Linked DNA regions of Sus scrofa: region 1 is linked to region 2. The links are chromatin contacts, called in public HiChIP or PLAC-seq maps. All regions are on one chromosome and are shown on one strand. Each heading gives the region's core, a stretch centred on a gene start, on an enhancer-like site or on the middle of the called end of the contact. The rest is flanking DNA. Distances are from core to core; before and after follow the strand shown. Region 1 has its middle 100 kb from the start of RBFOX2. Region 2 has its middle 170 kb from the start of RBFOX2.

Evidence for each region. HiChIP or PLAC-seq counts read pairs in DNA pulled down with a chosen protein or histone mark.
Region 1: a contact with region 2 is called in an H3K27ac HiChIP or PLAC-seq map of skeletal muscle. The contact joins two enhancer-like sites. A contact is called at or near these places in 3 of 5 promoter capture datasets (fetal liver, fetal skeletal muscle and liver), 7 of 47 Hi-C or Micro-C datasets (embryonic fibroblasts, heart right ventricle, liver and 2 more) and 1 of 2 datasets of contacts at active chromatin or transcription factors (skeletal muscle).

What each region holds. Positions count from the first base shown.
Region 1 is chr5:11,701,311-11,707,355 of Sscrofa11.1, forward strand. It overlaps a transcript of RBFOX2 not described here. Among named protein-coding and RNA genes, the nearest start is that of RBFOX2, 100 kb to the right of the region's middle. Within about 2 kb of position 3,696, at least 6 of the 83 cell types and tissues checked have an H3K27ac peak or open chromatin away from gene starts, as enhancers often do. A contact at or near this core is called in skeletal muscle, where this site is marked.
Region 2 is chr5:11,637,708-11,643,712 of Sscrofa11.1, forward strand. It overlaps a transcript of RBFOX2 not described here. Among named protein-coding and RNA genes, the nearest start is that of RBFOX2, 170 kb to the right of the region's middle. Within about 2 kb of position 3,129, at least 15 of the 83 cell types and tissues checked have an H3K27ac peak or open chromatin away from gene starts, as enhancers often do. A contact at or near this core is called in skeletal muscle, where this site is marked.

The DNA of each region.
Region 1 (6,045 bases), core at 2,446-4,945, 64 kb after region 2:
ATGTAAAACAGTGGCACTATTCTCACTAAATTTTTTGTAAAATTACATTTTATAAAATGTAGTTAATTTTCATAAGATTTTTTTATGTTAGCATAATGGTTTATTTTGGTATTTGAAATGAATTAACAAATATTTTAAAAATTACAAGTTTTAGTCTCTAATAGGCAAATACCAAAACTTACTAAGTCCCATACACAAAAATTCTTTTGGATCTTTAATAATTTTTTAAAGTGTAAAGAGATTCTTATACCAAAAAGTTTGAGAGCTGCTGGTGTAATTTTTTTAAAAAGTAATGGTTGAGACCTCTTAAATAAGTCACAGATGGGTCTTGACTCGCTGTTTGAAATATGCTGAGCCAGAGTTGTAGGAATTGCATTGTGAAGGGAGGCAGGACTTGGTTGGGTTTTTGTCTGAGTTGAGTTGATGTGGGAGAACACACTAAGGTGCAGAGAAAATTGAATAAAAGTGTAAATCTGGAGATTAACTATTTGCAGTCATCCTTCAAACCCCATCCAGATCTTGCCTCCTGATCCCTTCTTTGTGATTTCTTCCTGCCTTTCTCACTCCGTTATCAGCCTGTATCCTTTTCCCTCTGGGCCCTGTATTTACATTTTATTGCATGATTCCTGTTGTGCTTGTTTACATTCCTGTCTCTCTTACTAGACTGTGGGTTCCTTAAGAAAAGAATCAGTAACTTGTCTTTCTGTTTCTACCATAGCGCCAGGCACATAAATATCTTTGAGTAAATGTTTGTTGAAGAAATACATAAATGAGGAGAAAAAAGGGGATGATCAGGTGAGGCCAGATTTAGCGCATTTGGAACTTGATCCTGGAAGCAGTAGCACGGGAGTGATATGAGTGATGTCTGAGGAACTTAGCCCTGGCCCTGGTAAGAAAATAGGAAAGAGGTGGGTGGAGGCCTCTGGACCAGCTAAGAAACTATTATTATAGTTATTTAAACTTGACTCAGGTGACCCAGGCCTGGATTAAGGCGAACGCATTTGCTGCAGGTAATGAAAGATTCGTCTTCTGAGGAATATTTATAAAAACAAACATAATAATACCCCTGTTACCTAACATTTATGGCATACTTGAAATGTCCTGAACACTGTGGAAAGGGCTTTATGTGTAATATCTCATTTAATCTTGATAGCATCCTTGAGAATGTACTGTTATTATCTCTGTTTTTTTGATGGTTAAAATAAAATGTGTTCATTGCTGAAAAATTAGAAAATACTGATAGGCCAAAAAAAAAAAAAAAAAAAAAAAAAGTATATCCCTCTATAAACCCAAACTCAACACCAAGACATATAATCACTAAACATTTTGGAATACATCCTTCTAGACATAAGAAAAAAAAAAATTACGTATATGTGCTGTAAATGCCTGAATAGGAGGAAACCCTGAATATAAGGCTTTAAGCTATTTTTTCATTAAAAGGACAGGCCAGCCTAAATATATAAAATTTTAGGGATGTTGATAAAAAGGTGAATGTCTTTAAAATATTGATTTTATTTATGCATGTGTATTCAAAATCACATACAATATTACATACTCATTTAGAAACATTTTCTTTTATGGGTTTTGGAGGAAAATTTATACATGCTCTACTGCATCAGTATCTATATCATTGCTTAGAACCACCTTGAGTCTTCACATAGTTTTCCAGGTGTATATTGAGATAAAGCTCTTTTTCGAATCTGTATCTATTGTAGTCACTATTTTCGTTTCAAGCGCCAAGTACCCGTTCAGACGACATCAGGAAGGTTGGTTTTCTTTATAACCACCATAGTGCATACTACATTGCTTTTCAAATTTTTTTTTTTTTCAAACTGATGTGAACTTCACATAACGTGCAATTAGCCTTTTAAAAGTGAACAGTTTGGTGGTATTTAGTACATTTACAGTAATGTGCAGCCACCACCCCTACCTAGTTCCAAACGTTTTTTGTTTTTTTTTTTTTAGTCTTTTTTTTTTTTTTTTGCAATTTCTTGGGCTGCTCCCACAGCATATGGAGGTTCGCAGGCTAGGGGTCCAATCGGAGCCGTAGCCACCGACCTACGCCAGAGCCACAGCAATGTGGGATCCGAGCCGCGTCTGCGACCTACACCACAGCTCACGGCAACGCCGGCTCCTCAACCCACTGAGCAAGGCCAGGGATCGAACCCACAACCTCATGGTTCCTAGTCAGATTCGTTAACCACTGCACCACGGCAGGAACTCCCGAAACATTTTTTTTTTTTTTTTTGACATTTTTCGGGCTTTTTATTTATTTATTTATTTATTTTTGTCTTTTGTCTTTTTTTTGTTGTTGTTGTTGTTGTTGTTGTTGTTGCTATTTCTTGGGCCGCTCCCGCGGCATATGGAGGTTCCCAGGCTAGGGGTTGAATCGGAGCTGTAGCCACCGGCCTACGCCAGAGCCACAGCAACGCGGGATCCGAGCCGCGTCTGCAACCTACACCACAGCTCACGGCAACGCCGGATCGTTAACCCACTGAGCAAGGGCAGGGACCGAACCCGCAACCTCATGGTTCCTAGTCGGATTCGTTAACCACTGCGCCACGACGGGAACTCCCCGAAACATTTTTATCACCCCCAAAGAACCCCATACCTATGGAGCAGTCATCCTCCATTTCCCTTCCTTCTAGTCTCAGACAGCCACCAGTCTGTGTTCTGCCTCCATGAATTTACTTATTTTGGATATTTCATATAAATGGAATTATACAATACATGACCTATTGTTACTGGCTTCTTTCACTTACATCATGTTTTCAAGGTTCATTTATGTTGTAGCACATATATCAGTCCTTTGTTCCTTTTTATTGTTGAATAATATTCCTTTGTGTGTATATACCATAATTTATTCATGCATTGATTGACATTTGTGTTGTTTCCATCTTTTAGCTATTTTACATATTTTACATAGCTATTTTACATGAGAATCTGTTTTTAATTCTTTTGGGAATATACCGAGGAGTGGAATTGCTGGGCCATGTGGAAGTTCTATATTTAACTTTTTGAGGAACTGCCAAACTATTTTCTGTAGAAGCTGCACCATTTTATATTCCTACCAGCAGTGTACAAGGGTTTGTCAATTTATTTTTAATGAGGGACACAATAAGATGGGGAAAGTAAAGAGAAAATATGTGTGGCCTTTGAGTTTATTACAGCTTTGTATCTCAGATTTTGCCTGATGGACTTATTAAATATTTAGCATCATTTCAGTCCCAAGAATGAAATTTAGCTCAGGGAAATGTATCTAATCTATTTTAAGTGGTGAACAGACTAAGAAGTGAAGATCAGAGAAGTGAAAGAAGGGAAATTTAAATAGATTGTAAAATTCCTTGAGGGCAAAGGCCCTATTCATCTTTTCATTTATTAAATTTATTCATCCTCTGCATTTAATAAAGTGTGTGGCATGTCATAGATTGTATTGGGGGGGGGGTCCCAAGACTACCCCAGGTCCAGGGATTTGCTAGGGTTTACAGAATTCAGCATATAGACACACCCACGGCTATGATTTATGGCAGTGAAATGACACAAAGCAAAGTCACTAAAAGTGCATGGGATGAAGTCCAGAAGGAATCAGGCTCAAGCTTCTAGGCGTTCTCTCCCAGCGGAGTCGCACAGGATGTCCTTACTTCCTTCAGCCAGTTGTGGAAGTGTTGTCTACCAGGGAAGCTCGTTAGAGACTTAGTGCAGAAATTCTTCTTGTGTTGGCGCCGGTGGGAAGGGTTGTTCACGTGAGCACCCTCTGCCTAGCACATCCTCAAATGCTGGACTCCTGGAAGGAAAGCAGGTGTTGGGCATAAACCATATTATTCGCACAGTCTAAGTACAGTCAGCCCCTCTTAGCGTTTGTGGGAACAGAACCCTCCTGAAATCCAAGTTCCCAGGCACCATCAAGGCCAACCTTGCAAGCTGCCCTTTCTAAGAATAGCAGCCAGCACTGCTTTGTTCATTCTTTTCCGGTACACTGATGTTTAGTTCTTTAAAAAGTGTTGCTAAGTTCTGTGAAGAAAAATAAATGCCAGCGGGTAGGGAACCAGCAGGGACTTGAGTGTAGACAGACCTGAATTTGTATTATTGGGGACAAATCACATAGTTTTCTGAGCCTCAGTTTTCTTATTAGTGAGAGATATATTACAGGGTTTCAGCAAGACTAGAAAGTGATAATGTCTAGAAAACACAAAGCGTAGTGTCTGTCTTGTATAAAGTAAGTGGTTATTAGCATTTTTGTTTCGGCTCATCCATACCAGTCTGTCCAGTCAGGAGAAAGAGACTATGAGTAATACAGACAGGGAATTTAATATAAAGCATTGTTTAAAATAACTGAAGATTGACGTAATAAGGGACTGTCTTGTGAGAAGTTGAGAACTCTAAGGAATAGCAGATGTCCTATAATAGATATATAATGTAATAATAGGATATAAAATATCATTAACATACAATTAATAATAGCCACTGTCCCTCAGGCTGAGATAAAGCACCCCCAAATGAGCTGTCTCTTAAAAAAAAAGACAGGGTTTGGGGTGAAGTGGTGAGTATAAGAATGAACTTGTTGTCAGTTTTCTTGATGGAGAGGTGGGCTGAATTACTCTGTTTTATTTTATTCTATTATAGTGTGAAAGTTTGTGAGTTACATTTATATCTTGTGTTGGGACTGTGTGGTTAGATACCACCAGATTCATACCACTTAAAAGCCTTCATCTTATCTTTGGGTTCCTTGAACTCTAAATGGTTGGGACACAGAATGATGTCCTGTGGTCACTTAGCAGCCTCCCTGAGCCAGAAGTATTTATTGCTGGGATTGGTTTTTGTGTGTAATAGCTTATGGAACGTAGGTGCATCTTCGTTTTTATGGTATGCCCTCCCATGTCCCAATTCAAAAGTAGGCTTACTGCTTGAGAAACAGTAACTTGGGCTGCAAAACAAGGTAGTGAACTATCCTGGGAAACTTGATTTGCATTTTTCCCCAGCCAGTATGGTCTAAATCCGTCTTTCCCTCCATTGTTAAGTGAGTGTAAGGTAATATGAAATTAATTTTCAGCTGGGAGTTAAGTTGCTGACAAATTTGAGCTTGTACCATTGCCCACGCTTTGTTAGAAGACAGCTTCGTTCTTCCTTTCCGTCGCTTCCTTTTACTTTCCCCTCTCCAAGTTGCATGGTGGCAAGAATTTATTTTGTTCTCATCTCGGTATTTTTCTTCCCCTTCCATTTTGCGAAATGGGTTTGATTTTGTTAGATGCAAAAGAAAGACAGGCAGGTGGATTACAACTTTGTTTTCTAACTGCTTGGTGTAACTTCTTTGTGCATTTCCAGTTTTCTGCACCTCCCCTCACAACCCTCATCAGTGATAGAAGCCAATAAGAAATACTCCCGTAATAAATCTCTGGATGCCGTACCCATGATCTGTTAAGTGGGTGAAACCAGGGGAGATTGGCAGAGTGCTGTCTTCCTTAGGCTCCTCATTAGTGTTTTATTGATCATTATTTAGGATTTATAGCTAATATGTTACATAACTGCTATATTTCTGTACTGAAAGCAGGGCTTCTTTGCTTTGATCTTCAGTGTTGCTCAGTCCTTAGTACCTCTCTTTTAACTGTATTTCTAAAATCATTAAGGAAGTAGTTCTTTTCTGTTGTACCTCCCGGGTGCAGTCTTCTGAGTGATTTTAATTTGGAAAGGGCAAATATATCAACTAATTATTTAGAAATGATGTTGTCAATTTTCAGAACGCATTTAGAAAAGCGGCTTTAAGATCCATTGTCTTTTCAGCATGTGTCAGTCCGTCACAGTGTGGAGGTCTTGTCCTCCCCTAAGAGGTTAGAGGCTATTACCCACTCCACCCCCACCCCACCCCACGCACACTTTTCCAGAAGATCTTCTGGACTCCTTTTGTTTTTTCTGTAGATGCTAGTTATGTTATCAATCACATTATCTTATACTTATTATGACTGAAAGCTCCTTAGGGGCAAGGATACCAGCCCTGTGCTTGCAGTTAAGCAGTTGTTCATTGCACTTTTACTGAATAAATGGTTTCTT
Region 2 (6,005 bases), core at 1,879-4,378:
GTAAATCATTACTTCCCCAAGTGGAGCACAGGGGACACGAGAGAGGGTCCTATAATCCTTAGGCTAAGAAGGAATCCTCAGGGAGGGAGGAGGGCTCACTCCTTTCAAGGCCAGTATCCAGAAGCTCCATGTGGATGGCAGAGGGGTTAACAGCCCTGGAACAGTTTAGAAGTGGAGAACCTTGAACTGTGGCGTAGGAGGGAAGAGACAAATTCAACCTGAAAATTGAACCATGGCTTGAGAAATGTAATTCGTTGTTAAAGAGGATACTTGAAAATACCTTATTCTAACCCGGTAGAAAGTGAAATGAGTCACATATAGATAGATAGATAGATATTAGAGGTTCATTTTACTTTAAGGAAGTCTGATATATGTGAAAAACATGAGCTTTATAAAACATGCTGGGGAATGAATTCTTTTTGTCAGCTCTTCTAGTGACTATAAGCGATTTGATGAGCAAACATTCAATTTTTGTGCAACTTTCTAGGAACTTAGCTGCTTTGTAAGGCAGGATGCACCTTAATTATTACTTAAAGCTTTCGGCAAAATTCTTTATGGTGTGAAATGTTGGTAGGTGATTATTACGTGACCAACTCGCTGTTTCTGAGCAGAGAGTCATAAATCCACTATAGCTAAGTGAGTTCAGAAGTTGTTCAGGCTAGTGGTCCATTTTAGTAGTAGGAAGACTTTCTTCCTGGTCTCAGGGAAAGGCTTCCAGAGAGCCTGTAATTCCTATGTAGCTATATTTCTTTCTTTTTTCTTTCTTTTTTTTTAATTGGTAACACTCCGTTACTACCACCGCCCCCCCCGCCCCAGAGCCTGCAAAGGTGAAAGAAATCATGCAGAGACCTCCAGTTCTCCTGCTTGTTCTTCCCTTTGCTTTAATGTCCTGTGTCTTCACCAGGACACTCACACTGTTCCGTGTGCCATCCGTCCAGGCACTCCTCTTGCCTGAGCGCAGGAAGAAAGAGGGTGGCTTCGTGCGTGGTGGTCTTCTGAAAGTAGGAGGGTCGGAAGGTGCCATCCTTCCTCCCGCAGGAGGCGGCACTCGGCCTCCTGCCACTGCTTCCTCTTGTCTGTGCTGGGTGAGACAAGACTTAGCCTTCTTCCATGTTGTTCCTGTATTTCTGAAGGAGTTTATCCCCCCATGTCTTTGTTTCTGGGTTTCTGTCCTTCCAGGTGGCTGTCTCTTTGGACTCTGATTTGGGTGTTTGGTGCTGAAACTGAACACGGTGCTGCCCTTAGAGTAGAGTTATAAAAATGACGTGCTCTCCTTCCAAGTAACTTCGTGAGCAGTATCTCAATACAATTATTATTATTTTATTTTTTATTTTTTTGTCTTTTTAGGGCTGCACCTCGGCATATGGAGGTTCCCAGGCTAGGAGTCTAACCAGAGCTGTTGATGCTGGCCTCAGCCACAGCCACAGCAACATGGGATCCGAGCCACGTGTTGTGACCTACACCCTAGCTCATGGCAACGCCGGATCCGCAACCCCCTGAGCGAGGCCATGGATCGAATCTGCAACCTCATGGTTCCTAGTCGGATTTGTTTCTGCTGTGCCACAACGGGAACTCCTCAATGAAAGTATTTAATTTCTCGTTTCTACACATCTGAGTCTGCTTAGGCGTCCTAACAAAATACTATAGATGGGGTGGATTAAACAACAGAAATTTGTTTCTCACAGTTTGGGAGGCTGGAAGTCCAAGGTCAAGATGCTGGCGTATTTGGTGTCTGGTGAGGGCTCTTTCCCTGGCCTGTAGACGCTGCCTTCTTGCTGTGTGCCTACCTGGCCTTTCTTCCACGTGTGCTAGTCGAGAGAGGGGTGGGGGAATCTCTTCCTTTTCTTTCTTCCTTTCTCTCTCTCTCTTTCTTTTTTTTTTGCCATTTCTTGGGCCGCTCCCATGGCATATGGAGGTTCCCAGGCTAGGGGTCGAATTGGAGCTGTAGCCGCTGACCTACACCAGAGCCACAGCAACTCGGGATCCGAGCCGCGTCTGCAGCCTACACCACAGCTCACGGCAACGCCGGATCGTTAACCCACTGAGCAAGGGCAGGGACCGAACCCGCAACCTCATGGTTCCTAGTCGGATTCATTAAGCACTGAGTCACGACGGGAACTCCTCTTTCTTTCTTTTTTAGAGCCATACCTGCAGCACATGGAAGTTCCTAGGCTAGGGGTCGAATCAGAGCTACATTAGCCGGCCTATGCCACGGCCACAGAAATGTGGGATCTGAGCTGTGTCTGTGACCTACACCATAGCTCACTGCAGTGCCGGATCTCTGACCCACTGAGCGAGGCCAGGGATGGAACCCGAATCCTCATGGATACTAGTTGGATTTGTTTCTGCTGAGCCGACAGGAACTCCCCTCTTCCTTGTCTTATGAGGGTCCTAAACTCATCTTGGTGGGGGTTGGGGCGGGGGTGGGGTCCCCCACACCCATGACCTAATCACCTTCTCGAGGCTCCACCTCCACATCCCATCACATTAGGGACTAGGGCTTTAGCATATTAGTTTTGGGGAAAACACAGATATTCAGCCCATAATACTACCAGTGCAGCACAGTCATGTAAAAATGACTAGTTTTTGTCCTTTCCTCACAAGGAAGCTTGTGTGTGTAAACCTGGGAGTGTCTTTAAGAAGGAGAAAGGTCTGAATTCAGAGTAGAATCATTCTTCAGGGTGACTCAAGAGATTAGCCTGAGTCGAATTTGTCTTCTAACTTCCCATTTTCTAGCCACCTTGTCATTTTTTTCTCTATCACACTGACATGTGAACACGACAGAAGCTAACTAGAGATTTAACTTTCATTTTGATAGAAAGCAGACTGGCGCAGACAGGCCTCAAGATTACAGGGCTGAGAAAGAAATTCGCTGGACGACTTGGGGTAAACAAGAATGTTGCGAGCGAATCTCTGGTTTGCCATCTCTCAGGCCGTCAGTGAGACGTTGGACTTTAATACATTTGCGGAAGCAGTAAAGATGGTCATTTTAGAGAGGGGACGTGTTTGAACTGTCTTCGGTTTGCGTCTGTAAAGCGTGAAAGCGTCCTGTGCTGGGGCGAACGTGCCCTCCCTTCCAAGACGGCAGGGAAGAGCCCGCGCGATGATGGGAAGGAAGCGGCAGTAATTGGAGCGCGAGCAGACAGATGGAGGAGGCATGGCCAGTGCATGTGGTGTTTAGGTGGCCCCGAGGAGTATTGGTTTCCTATTCTTCTCCCCTCCAGCCCAACGCAAGCAGGCAGCTTACATGGCTAAGGTTTCATTATCTAATCCATCAAGATCAGCTTGAATAAACCCATTGGCTGGCGCTGATCTAGTTAGGAGGGTAGTGCAAAGCTGCTTGAGCCAGGATTGGGGCAAATCGGATCAGAACTGCCATGTGAATCCTGGACATATTTCTGTAATTTGGGTGGTAAAGTAGTTTGGGAAATCACTTAAGAGAGAGCAGGGGAGTGAGCAGTCAGCCACGAGTGTCTTCAAGTGTCGTCTGAGGGACCTGTATGGAGAATTTGCTACAGCTCTCAGGACTATAGCCAGGGTTCTTTGATGATTTGAGTCTGAACATTTTTTGGTTCAGGAGTGACCTTTTTGGAGCATTTGGAGATTCTAGTTGTGGTCCCTCAATCGTGACTTCTCTCTCTGAGTGACGCTTTAACCCGGGACTGTGTAATGTGCGTTCCCTCTCATTTTTAAAGGGGAAATGGTATTATTTATTGTCATTGTTGCTAACCTTAATATATTGTTCTGTTTGTTATCCATACATACTTGAAGTATGATGTAGTGAAAGAAATGCTATTTAGAATTTCTCATATTGGGGTTTGAATCATGGCTCCTCTGCTTATCAACCGCATGACCCTTGACAGGATGTAGAGCTGGGAGAATTCCATACCTGGGAACTGGGAGAATTAGTGCATACTCTAATGAGCTGCTATAATGAGAAACTGAGATTATTGGAAGTTCCCATCATGGAACCCAGCAGTAAATGTTTATTTCTTGCCTCCCTTATAAGCTACTGTCGAGTACTCAGTGAGTTCCTGCTTCCTGCTTGATCAGCATGGAGTGGTTAATGCACTTCTGGCTGATGAAGTGCCGGAGTTAGGAAGTACCTGAGACGAGCAGTGTGTTAAATCGGGAGATCTAATTTGTTTGACAGCCGTGTGAAGGAGGCGAATGGACCTGGCCGTGGTGGTCTCTCTCATTCTTGCCAAGGACTGATAGGACTCCTGAACTATCGTGGACATTCCAGGGAATCTATGGGCTCTCTCTTGGGAGTGTGGGTGACAGATGCACTGGCTGGGATGGGATGCAGGAACAGTAAAAATGTCCTTTTGTGTTCTAGTTTTTATAAGGTTTGTTGATTGAATGTATTAGATCAAATAGGCGGCACTTTTTGTTCTCATTTTAGTTTGTGGAAGTTGATTCAACTGGGATGCCTTTGTCTCTGGTGGTCTCTTTCCAGTCTCTACAAAGCCACCTTCCTGTCTGCTAACAGAGTCATCCATCTTAAAGAGCTCGAAATCATTTGATAGCTCGTCTTTGGCTTGTGGATGAAGTCTGTCCTCTCGTTTGGCTTATCACATCCTTCTGGCCTGACTTGTGCCTACCTCTCTAGCCTCTTCCCACACTCTGCTTCTAAGTCCATGGTAAGGGCAGTGTGGTTTCCAAGGACACTGAGCTGCCTGGCTTCATTTATACCTCTGTGCTCTTGTTTCTGTTCCTTCCACCTGAAATCCCTGCTCACATTTCTCTTACTTGTGAAGCTCAGTCTTCAGGGATAGTTGAGATACTCATTCCTCCTGGATGCCTTTTGTCTCTGCTCCCATCCCTCCCACATTTCTGTTGCTTTCCAACATCACATCCAAAGCTCTGCTTCAGAACTTTCTAGATTAGCATTTGTTCAACTGGGAGTTCCTGTCGTGGCTTGGCGGAACCGAATCTGCCTAGAATCCTCGAGGATGTGGGTTTGATCCCTGGCCTCGCTCAGTGGATTAAGGATCCAGTGTTGCCATGAGTTGTGGCGTAGGTCGCAGACATGGCTTGAATCCAGCATTGCTGTGGCTGTGGTGTAGGCCGGCAGCTGCAGCTGTGATTTTACCTATAACCTGGGAACCTCCATATGCCATGGGTATGGCCTTAAAACAAACAAACAGACAAACAAAAAAAGCCACATTTGTTCAACTGTCTGTCGCGCCGCCCCCACCAGACTGAGATCAGGAGAGGCTTTGGGATCCATAGGACCTTAGCACTGTGCCCGGCCAAGCAGTCGAGAAACTGTCCTGTGATTGAGTCGAACTTTGTCTTCCCGCCCCTCCGTGGGGGCCTGCAGATGGCTCTAATTGTTTTTCCAGATTTTCCCTGGCGGGGGTGGGGGTGGAGGTGGGGGTGGGTGGGTGGGGAGGTGTCTAGCCTTGGTCTGCTTTCTAGCTCCTGTGAATCCTGGGTGTTGTGGGATTTGTGAATGGTACCTGATCTTTCCATTGATATCAGGGTTAAAGGTGAGAGAAGGGTCTTTGAAAATAGAAGCCGGGGTGGGATTTAACTGCCCAACATGCCAGGTGGGCATGGCAACCTGATGTCTCGTTTCCTGTGCTCAGATAGGAATTGAGAGCAAGAGTGAATGTGTAAAAAGCGCCTTTATGACGAGGTGGCCGAGGAAACTAGAGGAACCACACGAGTAAGGGGCAATTAGAGCCAGCCTGTTCCAGTTCACCTGAGCAGTCTGTTGATCTACCCTTTACGGTCTGCCAGGAGATTCTGGAGGGTGGCAGTTCAGACATATTACCTCCACTGGGGACTAAGCCTGTTTGATCAACAGTGGACCTTAACCTTTCGCTTCTCCACCAATGAATTTCCTAAGCTATTATATAGCTTGTTTTTATGGATACAGGAAAAATACCCAACTGAGACCCTCACAGAATACATGCTATTTTCCAGATTCTTCTTCGGATGTGTTTGAAAATGAGGAAGCGTGACACGGTTCTTTTACATTTCAGCTTTGGAGACCA